3 separate regions of the Sus scrofa genome follow, and all the other regions are linked to region 3. A link is a contact called in public Hi-C data. All regions are on one chromosome and are shown on one strand. Each heading gives the region's core, a stretch centred on a gene start, on an enhancer-like site or on the middle of the called end of the contact. The rest is flanking DNA. Distances are from core to core; before and after follow the strand shown.

Evidence for each region. Hi-C and Micro-C count contacts between places; a contact is called where the count stands out from the background.
Region 1: a Hi-C map of skeletal muscle shows a contact between it and region 3, with 5 times the contacts expected there. The contact joins the promoter of METTL25 here to the promoter of TMTC2 in region 3. A contact is called at or near these places in 10 of 47 Hi-C or Micro-C datasets (fetal skeletal muscle, heart right ventricle, liver and 5 more) and 1 of 2 datasets of contacts at active chromatin or transcription factors (skeletal muscle).
Region 2: a contact with region 3 is called in a Hi-C map of liver, with 7 times the contacts expected there. The contact joins the enhancer-like site here to the promoter of TMTC2 in region 3. A contact is called at or near these places in 1 of 5 promoter capture datasets (liver), 3 of 47 Hi-C or Micro-C datasets (embryonic fibroblasts, liver and skeletal muscle) and 1 of 2 datasets of contacts at active chromatin or transcription factors (skeletal muscle).

The regions. Positions count from the first base shown.
Region 1 is chr5:99,357,261-99,360,409 of Sscrofa11.1, forward strand. METTL25 (methyltransferase-like protein 25) reads right to left here and starts at 1,325. Exons shown (of 14, transcript XR_002344285.1): 1 at 1,032-1,325. CCDC59 (coiled-coil domain containing 59) reads left to right here and starts at 1,466. Exons shown (of 4, transcript NM_001243859.1): 1 at 1,466-1,630; 2 at 2,552-2,888. The coding sequence starts at 1,477.
Region 2 is chr5:98,710,920-98,714,182 of Sscrofa11.1, forward strand. The region is part of intron 12 of TMTC2 (transmembrane and TPR repeat-containing protein 2); the gene reads right to left. Among named protein-coding and RNA genes, the nearest start is that of TMTC2, 370 kb to the right of the region's middle. Within about 2 kb of position 1,817, at least 13 of the 83 cell types and tissues checked have an H3K27ac peak or open chromatin away from gene starts, as enhancers often do. A contact at or near this core is called in liver, where this site is marked.
Region 3 is chr5:99,083,726-99,087,225 of Sscrofa11.1, forward strand. TMTC2 (transmembrane and TPR repeat-containing protein 2) reads right to left here and starts at 1,518. Exons shown (of 13, transcript XM_021093031.1): 1 at 1,066-1,518. The coding sequence starts at 1,148.

The DNA of each region.
Region 1 (3,149 bases), core at 75-2,574, 270 kb after region 3:
CTACCAGAGTGATCGTCTCAAATGTAAGTTAAATTAAGCCACTACATATATATATATTTTGATACATATATATATTTTGATACATATATATTTGATACATATATATATTTTGATATATATATATTTTGATACATATATATATTTTGATATAGATATATATTTTGATACATATATATATATTGCTTTTGCTTTTTAGGGCTGCACGTGCGGCACAGGGAGGTTCCCAGGCCAGGTGTGAAATCGGAGCTACAGCTGCCGGCCTACATCACAGCCTCAGCAACGCCCGATCCGAGCCAGGTCTGCGACCCACCCACAGCTCGGGGAACACCGGATCCTTGACCCACTGAGCTAAGTCACTATATCGGCTGGACTGCTCAAAACGTTTCTCACCACCCTTCAAACTCAGCGTTCTTCCCAAACCCGGAGAGGCCTGCGCGACCCGGGCCCGGCCTGCATCCCGGACCGCGCCTCCCGCGGGGGCCCCTGGCTCCGGCCGCGCGGGCTTCGGCAGCTCAGCCACCAGCTCTCTCCGGGGCCTGACGGCCCCTGCTGCTGCTCAGGGCAGGTGGAGGCTTCGTCCTCGGTTCACGACTAGCGACGTCACACACCTGCTCTCACAACGGACCGGTTTCATTTCTTCTTGGCCGCGATCACTGTTCGAAGTGACCCTCATCACTGCATGTTGACCTTCCGCTCCGTTTTCACACGGAATTGATAAGCATGATGCAACCTCTGCTCCCCTTGCTTCCCTCGGGTCAAGAAGCTATTGCTGAGTTACTTAATGAAGACAGGTCCTTGCCCTCCTCTTTCTTTTTGAACTGGGGAAACGCACGAGCCTCCAAGAACGAGAGAGAGACGCTGGAGGCGCCTCTGCTCCCCCGACGCCGCCGCCGCCGCGAAGCGGAGACGTCCCGCGCCGCCCCGCCCCGCCGCGCACCCGCTTCCGCTCGGCTTCCGCTAGGGGGCACGCTTCCCCGGGCGGCGGGGGAGGACCTTCTCTCGGCCTCCCTGCCCGCCCCGCCACCGCTCACCTGATCCTCCCTGGGCTTCCGCCAGGGGGCGCGCCGCCGAGGGCTGGGCCTCCGCCTCCGCCGCCGACCTCCTCAGCACCGCCAGCACGGTCTCCGGAGGCAGGTCGACCAGCTGCTCCCACACCGACTCCGTGTAGAAGTCCACCGTATGTGCATTGGAAATGGGCAGCGCTTCCCTCAGGAACCGCAGCAGCCCGTGCAACTTGGCACGCAGCGTGGGCAGGTCGGGGGTTACCGGGAGTGGGCAAGAAGCCGCCATGACGCACAGCCTCCCGGGCTATAGGTGGCGCAAACGTGGCCGCCAAGCGAGGGCTCGGGGGAAAGTAGCACAGGCCAGACAAGCAGAACTCCGATCTGGACTCTGCGTGGGCGATCGATTGCTTTTGCCTGATGACGTGTTTTGACTGCGTCCGCTGTGGTTTTCTGGCGCCGCAGTCGAGGTACAATGGCGCCAGTGAGGCCAGCCCCGAGGTGGCGGACGGGGAGTTTTGGGACACGTGGGGAAGGCGTTTCACGGGTCGGATTCACAAACAAGAATGTGAAACAGAGGAGATGGCGACCTAATCATCCTCAGGCCTTCGCGGGAAGCGTTCGCGAGGGTATGTATGTAAGAAAGCAGCTTTTTACAAATCCTCAGGCCTGCGAAATCTTAGGATACACGGTCCCCCGAAGCTGGGAAGTATTTAGGAATCACACCCGGCCCTGCTCCGTGCACAGGAATCTGATCTTAAATCCGCTCAAGGCATGGGTGTCTCGGAACTCTGAATAGGAAGCTAGGCAGTATCGCTCATTCCAAGTTTTTAAATATCTCCCTCAGCTTAATGTCATTTTTGATAAGAGCTCTTCCTCTACATTTTCCCCGTGACACCAAAAGCAGAGCGCGTCTAGGGTATTAGAGCGGAGGATTATGTACGACAGTCAGAAATGTCCTGCGCCACACCCTTGCTCTTCAGTCTTGTCTTACTCACTTTAGTTTGTACTTCTCATTTTGTCTCGCCGTCATTAAGTGGCCTTAAATCCCATTGAGAACTTATAGGCCTTAAATAAGTCCAGTTTTCTGATAACTGCTAGCTGTTGAGAAAGTAAAAAGCCGTCTTCCCTCATTTGTGTTGAATTACACAATGAAAATCAGTCGTATGGTAGTTTTTCTAAGATAAAATAATAGATGTAAGACTTTTCCCCCTAGGTATTTACTGAAGACCTAGATTGTTTCAGATGAAATAAGGAATCTGATTTGTGAGTACAGTAAGTTGGAATTGTGCAACACTCTAGTTTTTCCTTCAGATGCTTACTTGAGTTCAGCACAACTACTGTTAGCCTCATCTTTTTGCGAAGGACCAACATACTATTCATTCCATTAGCTTAAACTTGTTTTCTTAAAATAACATTTTAAAGCAAAACATAATGAAAATCTAGCATCTGAACATGATGATGTGAAAAGTTTTCATTGTAAACTAACAACTATGTTTTTCATGTACCATATTTTCTGGGAAAGTAATTCATGACATGTTCTTCAACAGGACAAGGCTTTGCATTTCGAAGAAAACTAAAGATTCAGCAGAATTACAAGAAATTGCTTTGGAGGAAAAAGGCAACTCAGACCTCACAAGACTCCCAGTTCACAGATAAATACCCTGATCATCTGAAACATCTCTATTTAGCTGAAGAGGAAAGACTCAGGAAGCAACTTAAAAAAGTTCACCCGTCTTTGTTAGAACGAGCTGACCAGCCTCCGTCAGAAGAACAGGTTGATCGGCCTTTGCCAGAAGAGCCGTGTAGCACTGACCAGGCCTTGTCTGAAGAACAGTGTAGCGTTGAGCAGCCTCAGCCAGAAGAACAGAGTAACCTGAGAGTAAAGTATGTGTTAACCATCTTTTGAAATTCTTCACTGTAGATGGAAGGAGCATTTGACGAAAGAGGTCATGGGACAGTTTCTGCAGTAATTGGAATTTTTCTTCGGCATTTTAGAAATACTAGGGGATTATGTGAAAATATTTTCATGGAGGCTTTCTTGTTAGCTTAAATGACTGAATTAGGCCAGTTTAACCTAATAGAAGAAGTGATGGAATGGGAATTAAGAGTCCTGGGTTTTAGATTTTTCATGTACATTTAACATCT
Region 2 (3,263 bases), core at 567-3,066, 370 kb before region 3:
AACTTTGATTTATTTTAGACTCATCATCAATACTGAGTTAGGAAACCATAATGATTATGTGATATATGTCAAATATGTTTACCAAATCACAAAGTAATATTCATTTACCTACTCAAAGAACAAATTTTGTATTGATAATGCAACAACCTTGAGTAGTGATTTAATGTTTGACTACAGAAAAAACTTGGCTACATATCACCTCTACCTATGTATCTGAACAAGCAAAACAAAAAAAAAACTTTTCTAGAAGTGCAAGAAAGGAGCATCTTCTCAACTCTTTCATGCAAGAAATTAGAGGCAAGATTCTTTCCTGCTATTACATACTAGCTATTCTTAAAACAAAGTATCTTATGAATACTTCACTATCTAATTAAATTAAAGGCCATTTGTCTCATAAATGCTTAATGTCCATTACATATAATAACTAAATCTAATTTCAGTATCTTGGAATGGCCCATAGAAATTAAGCTATGATCTAATGCCTATAATTTAACACTTTTATTTACTGCGGTCAAAACAGAAGTTTAAGAACTTTGGTAACTTCTTCGTTTCAGTCAAGAGAAGTAGAAATTAAGTGGTAATGATAAAAGGCAATATTCTTGGAAAATTAAGTCCTGGAAGCTCAGTGGCTATGTGAAAAGACAGCCTCCAGCAGAGAAGCAGGAAGGCAAGTGGCACATCTGTACATCTATTTAATTCCAGAACCTAGAGAACCATAGGAGGTCAGGAAGCATGGTCATCTCAAGAACAGTGCATCGAAGTACCTCTCACCAAATAAATGGGGTTTAGGGAATATAAAAAGAAAATCTGTAATGATAAAGTAATAATTAAAATTTCAAAAAGAAAGTCACGGAAGGCGATGTTAGTAAGCTGTGAAAAGTTAAAGTATCTCTCCTGTATTTCTATCGTTATCATTTCTAAAATAAATTTGAGTTCTTCAGAGATCTCACCCATTATAGCCAATCTTCTTCACTTTCTTTTTTTTTTTTTTTGGCTGCACCTGTAGCATGCAGAAGTTCCCAGAACTGGGATCAGACCTTCACGATAGCAATAACCTGAACAACACTGGATTCTTAAACCATTGAGCCACCAGGGAACTCCTCTTTACTTTCTTTTTAAATGTAATTTGTTCATCGACTTATTCGTTCATTTGATTAGTGACAAGCCATGTTGGGGGTTGAACAGCATACAAAACAGCAATCCCAGGCCTCATGGAATTTATATTCTACGTGCAAGACATACACGCAAAATAAGTAAAATACATGGCATATTATATAGTGAAATAATAATCTGACTTATGCTTTGAATGTTGGATTGGAAGGAGACTAAGGAAGGAGTCAAGTTCAGTGTTTTGGGTCAGTGGTGACGTTGATCTTGTCTTTGACAAGGACAGCTGCAGCAGAAGTTGGCTTATGCAACCTGAAAATGAAATGACGTAATAAAGCAATGGGAAGGACCATGTGAGAAGAAGGTATGGGAAGAAGACTGGGAGCTCCGTTCTGGACTGGTAGTTTGAGGGGTCCCTGCATGTGGAGGTCCTAAGTAGACATTAGGCAGATTAGTCTGGAGTCCAAAGAGGAGATGCCAGCCTGAGCTACAAGTGTAGGAGTCGTCCGTGGATCGGGGCCATTGAAAGCCATGAGAGAAGACGGAGTCTCCCACAGAGTGAGTATGCAAAGAATGAAGAAATTCAACAAAAGAGACGCATTTCAAGGTTAAGAGACTGGGCGGTGGGGAAGGAACCAGCCAAGGGGATGACAGATACGAGGGACCAGAGTTAGGAGGGAGCAGAGGGGGTGTGTGCTGGTAATCAAGCGAAGAAAGTGTTTCCCGGAGGAATGAGTAATGACCTGGGTCAAATGTGACTAAGGGGACAAGTAAATAGAACCAAGAACAAATGGATTTAATGATGTTGTATATTGTTCCAGTAACTTTGACAAGAGCAGTTTTGGTGACATCACTGGGGAAAGAGCTTGTTTGGAGTGGGTCCAAATGAAAGTGGGAAGTTTTGCTGCAAAGGGAAGGAGGGACATGCAGTGGTAGTTAGAGGAAGAAAAGGGCTTCAGAGGCTTTTTGTTTTTCACTGGGGAGACATAACATCGTGTTTAAATGCTGATGGGAAAAATCTGGTACATGGCACAGGCTCATTAGCAGGAAGGCAGGGCTGCTATTGGACTTGAAGCAAGAAGAACCCTACTTCCACAGGTGACTCAAGCCATAGATTCTATCTTCTCCCAGGAGAGAGAATTTCTGTGCCCTTCTGTACGGACCACAGTTGAAGTCTTTGTGATGATAAAAGTCATGGCATGTCAACAGTTTTAAGATCTGGCTTTAAAATCTGAAGGTGGCATATTAATGAAGAGTTGCAGTGACGGAGCCTGCGTCTTGTGTAGAAGAGAATTCTAAGTCATGGGAGGAGTTAAAAGGAAAGTGGATCTTGCTTTCAAAATGTTTTCAAACTCAAGGGAAGGGAGGACATGGCAAACACAGATAAGCAACAGAAACAAATAAAAGCGTACAGACAGCTAATGAAACACTTTGACATCCTTCTGGAATCCACTCTTGGCAGTGCTCCACTTTGTTTAGCTTACCATTGAGAACCACTACGCTACCCACAATTTATTTATCAGAAGGATGTAGTGCTTTTCCTATCAAGAACACGGACTGATTTGCATTGTGACATGACCCTTTCTCTATATTTCAGTTTGGTATCACGTTGTCAACAGAGCAGTTCCACTTCTTGCCAAGATGAAGCCTCAATTCAGCCCTACAAAAAGCGAAGAAAGGAATTTGCTTTCCTTCAACTACTATCTCCCTTCATCATTAAGCAGAAAATTAAGACTAGTGACCAAATACATTTTGTTCCTTGTTTCACTTATAGCAAGAGTAAAATACGGCATACTTTCCATGTTACCAGGATTGATGTTCACAGGATGGATGAAGGACTTAGGTACCTACTTTTCTTCCTGTCTCTCCAAAATCAAGCTTGGGTGTAGACTCACTTATAGGAATATCTGTAACCTCAAGGGCTGCAAATGGCAAAGGTCCACCCAGTTGCAAGGAGCTAATGTCAATATGTAAGCTACTCACATACACATTTTACGGTAACTGCAGTATTTTGAGTTATCTTTATAATATGAATTTGACACCTACTTTCTACACACAATTTCCCTAATGAAAATAGAATTAGCCCACTGTTAACCTTAAACATGACAAATCATTTTCATTTCCAGTGCAATTATTTGTTCAACAGGCATTGTTTA
Region 3 (3,500 bases), core at 268-2,767:
ACTTTCCGTCGCCCAGAGAGGCTGCTGAAAAGCTGTCAAAGTAAATCTGTGCTCACTTTTTGGATGGTTTAATTTCAATGAAGCATGAAACACCCCAGGACGGTTAATAAGTTTAGCCAGGCATGCTGTTCTCCCTAATATATTTTAATTATGCATCTGTTTTAATTATAATCAGCTTAAGTCACCGGAAAGGCACAAATCGGAATTTTCCCTAATGGCTCTTGGAGCTTTTCGTCAGTGTCTAAACACTAACAACGTTTAAATAGGTAGAGGCACGAGCACCACGGTTGACATTTTCCAGAAATCGATTCAGTTTCTCTGACAACACAGTTCAGGTCTCATTAGCCACCCAAACTAACCCAAATGCAGAAGACAACTGGAGTCTCTAGGGGCGTCTTCTTCCCCAATTAGCACAAAAGAATCGCTAAGGTCTCGTGTAAAACTCCCCAGCAGAAATGAAAGCCCAGGCTTTTAGCAAGGGCTACTCCATCGATTGGTGAGGGAGGCAGGGGAGCCGGAGAGACGAGCAGCAGCAGTATCCTGGCTCAAAGTAAAGTACACCCTACGTCAAAAGGGAAAGTTGAAGCAGAGGGCGAGCTCTCCACTATTTTGGCAACTGTCAAGCGTGTTTTAACCTCGGTAAATAAAAGCGTCCCATCAATAAAAGGAAACGTTACAGGGAAGATCTATTAGGGGGCGGGAAACAGCTTCCTTCCAGGACGGACGTAAAATCGCTCAAGGTGCTTTTGTTGCACCAAGGAACATCTACGAATTTTTTTAAAATAGTTCATTAAACAGTTTCCCCAATTGCTGCGATTTCCGCTAAGAAACTTAAGCGCCTGCCACCAGCCGGGAAGCACGGGAGAGGAACCTCCCGTGCGGCAACCTAGGAACCCAAACTCCCTGAGCCCGCCCAGGGCGCCCGCGTCCCCAGGGTTTGCTGGAGGTGTGGGTGTTTACGCGTCTCCCAAACCTTCAGGTGCTGCACTAGTTCCTCCAAAACCCACTCCGAGCCTTCAAGCGGGCAGCTTCAGAGCCTCCGCGGAGTCGCTCTCACCCCCTTACCTGTCATCATAGCAGAAATCCGCACTCAGGGTGTTGAGATACAAGGCGAGCCCCAGAGCGCTGCTCACCAACTCTGCAATCATCTCTCCACTGCCTTCCCTCCGGCTCGGCTCCCAGCGCGAGGGCAGCAGCGGCAACAAAAAACAGAAGCATCAATCCCCACCTTCCGCCGCCTTCTCCTCCCAGCTTCACTTTTCCCTCGCTTGCAGTCCCTCCCTTCCTCCCTCGGGTCCTTCCGATCCACCGCTCTCCTGCTCCTCCTCCTCCTCGCGCCCGTCTCCGCAGCTCCTCCGTCTTCCCCGGGTGCGGGCTCACGCCGCGCTCCCCATGCCTGGCGCCGGCGAGCGGCGAGCGGCGTTCGGGCTCCGCGCCCCCCGGCGGATGCACAGGGCTGGTCCTTTGCGCGGCTCGCGCCCCCGCCCTAACCCATGGCCGTGCGGGGCGCCCTAGGTGAGGACTGGGTCTCGGAGGAGGTGGAAGAGTGCGGGATGGGGGCAGAGGGACCGGACCGAGCCGGGCTCTGGGACCTGCTGGAGGAAGAGAGCGCGAGAAGGGCGGGTGGGAGGGACAAGGCGAACCGCCTCCCCTCGCCGCCTCCCGGGCGCACAGCTCCGGGGCCGCTTGGGCAGACTCTGGCCGCCACGGCGGCTGCAGCTCATTCACTCTTTAATAGGTCCCTCCCGGCCGCAGCCCCTTCTCCAGTGAAGTGAGAAGGGGTGGCTGGAGACTCCCGAAGCTCCCGCGTGGGGTTCTCGGCGCTGCCCCCCGCGCCTGCGTGGCCAACCCTCCATCCCGGGTTCGTTCAGCCGCGGTCTCCACCCAGATCCGCCCACAGGGTTCCGCCCACATCACCCCCTGGGCTGGAGGCTCCTCCCACCTCCCCCCGCCCCCCCCGCCGCGGCCGGAGGCTCCTCCTCCCCATCGCCCGCCCTCCCCTTGTGGCGTTCACCTTAGATTTCACTCTGGGCAGCCCCGGGGACCCAAGGGCAACCGCTGGCAAACAACGCCGAGCGGCAGCTGGAGGGCGCCCTGGGCGGGGGCGCCAGAGCAGACGAGAGACCGAGGAGGACGCCGTCGCTCGCTCGCCCTGCCGCTGCCTGGCGGCGCCTGGCACCCGCCGAATCTCAACCCCAGCTCTGTGTGTGCCAAGCTCTGCCAGGCGTAAGTCCGGTCCGCCGGGGAGACTTCTGGAGCCCGGGAGAGGAAGAACAGGTTTGGCGAGTGCTCTAACCTCGGTGGCCACCAACACACCCTCACTGTGCGGGAGCCGAAATGGGGTGGGGGTGGGGGCGGAGAGCTGGAGGGCATCTCAGGAGCGAGAAATTTCACCTCCGAGCCTACCGTTGTCCCGAAGGTCAACGGAAAGACGTCTGGGGAGGGAATTGTTCCCGCAGGCAGGTGGAAAAGAAAGGACCCCCAGAGAGGAAAGACAGACTCGCGCGCACACGCAAAACGCACCCCACAGTTGCGAGGGCTTCCTGCGGTTTCGAGGGGATTGTCAGGTTAACCCCGAGAACACAGAGAAGAAACGCCTCTGCAGCCCCGTACTGCGCTCTCCTTGAACCCGAGAAGGTGGGAACTTAATGCCCTTTCCTTGCCGCCTGGACTCAGGACTAGATGGAAGGCGTCCAGCATGATGAAATGAGTAGAAGAATGGTCTGTGTGGAACGGGCCCTGGGTCCTAAAGTTGCAAGACCAAAGAGGACCGTGGGCTGCCTGCCACACCTCCCGGCGCGGCCGCCTTCTGGCTGGACCTGTGGATCCCTTGGACCACGATGAACACTACTGCAGCGCCCCCTGCTGCCTGGAAGCCGCGATGCATGGAAAACAGGCCTGCGAGGGCGCCGACTCCCCCAAAACACAGCTGTCACTGCTCCAGAGGCAGCCCGTAACTAGCAAACTCTCCAAATCGGCGGTAAGAAATTGAGTCCCCTGGATGTGTGGCAGTGGCTGAAAAGCAAATCCCGTGATCTGGGTGTCTGCAAAACAAAGCTCCACCTTGTCCTGGTTTCACAAGGACATCTATGTGTGCAGATGAAATGATGAATATTTATTGTACCATTGCACTGTGGCCCAGTTTTGTGCCCTGGGAAAAACAAACAGAAACGCACATACGAAGAAATTGTATCATTAAAGGCAGGGATGATCTTTGGCTTTTTTAAACCGCATAATCTCTGCTCACTGTCAAAAACGTTTTTAAAATCCTGTCAACCAGCCCAAGTTCCCGTTTCCCTCCACTGCACTTACATCTTGATCCTGGATCCTAAGACACTGGAGGAAGGGACCCTCTCTAGAATCCCGTTCCTGACTTTGAGTCCCCACTCTGCTGCCAGTCACTTAACCTTTTTGCACCTCAGTTTTCTCACCTATAAAACAGGGATGCTGACAATACCTATCCACGCATGCTGTTACTATGAAGATGAAAGTAGCTAACA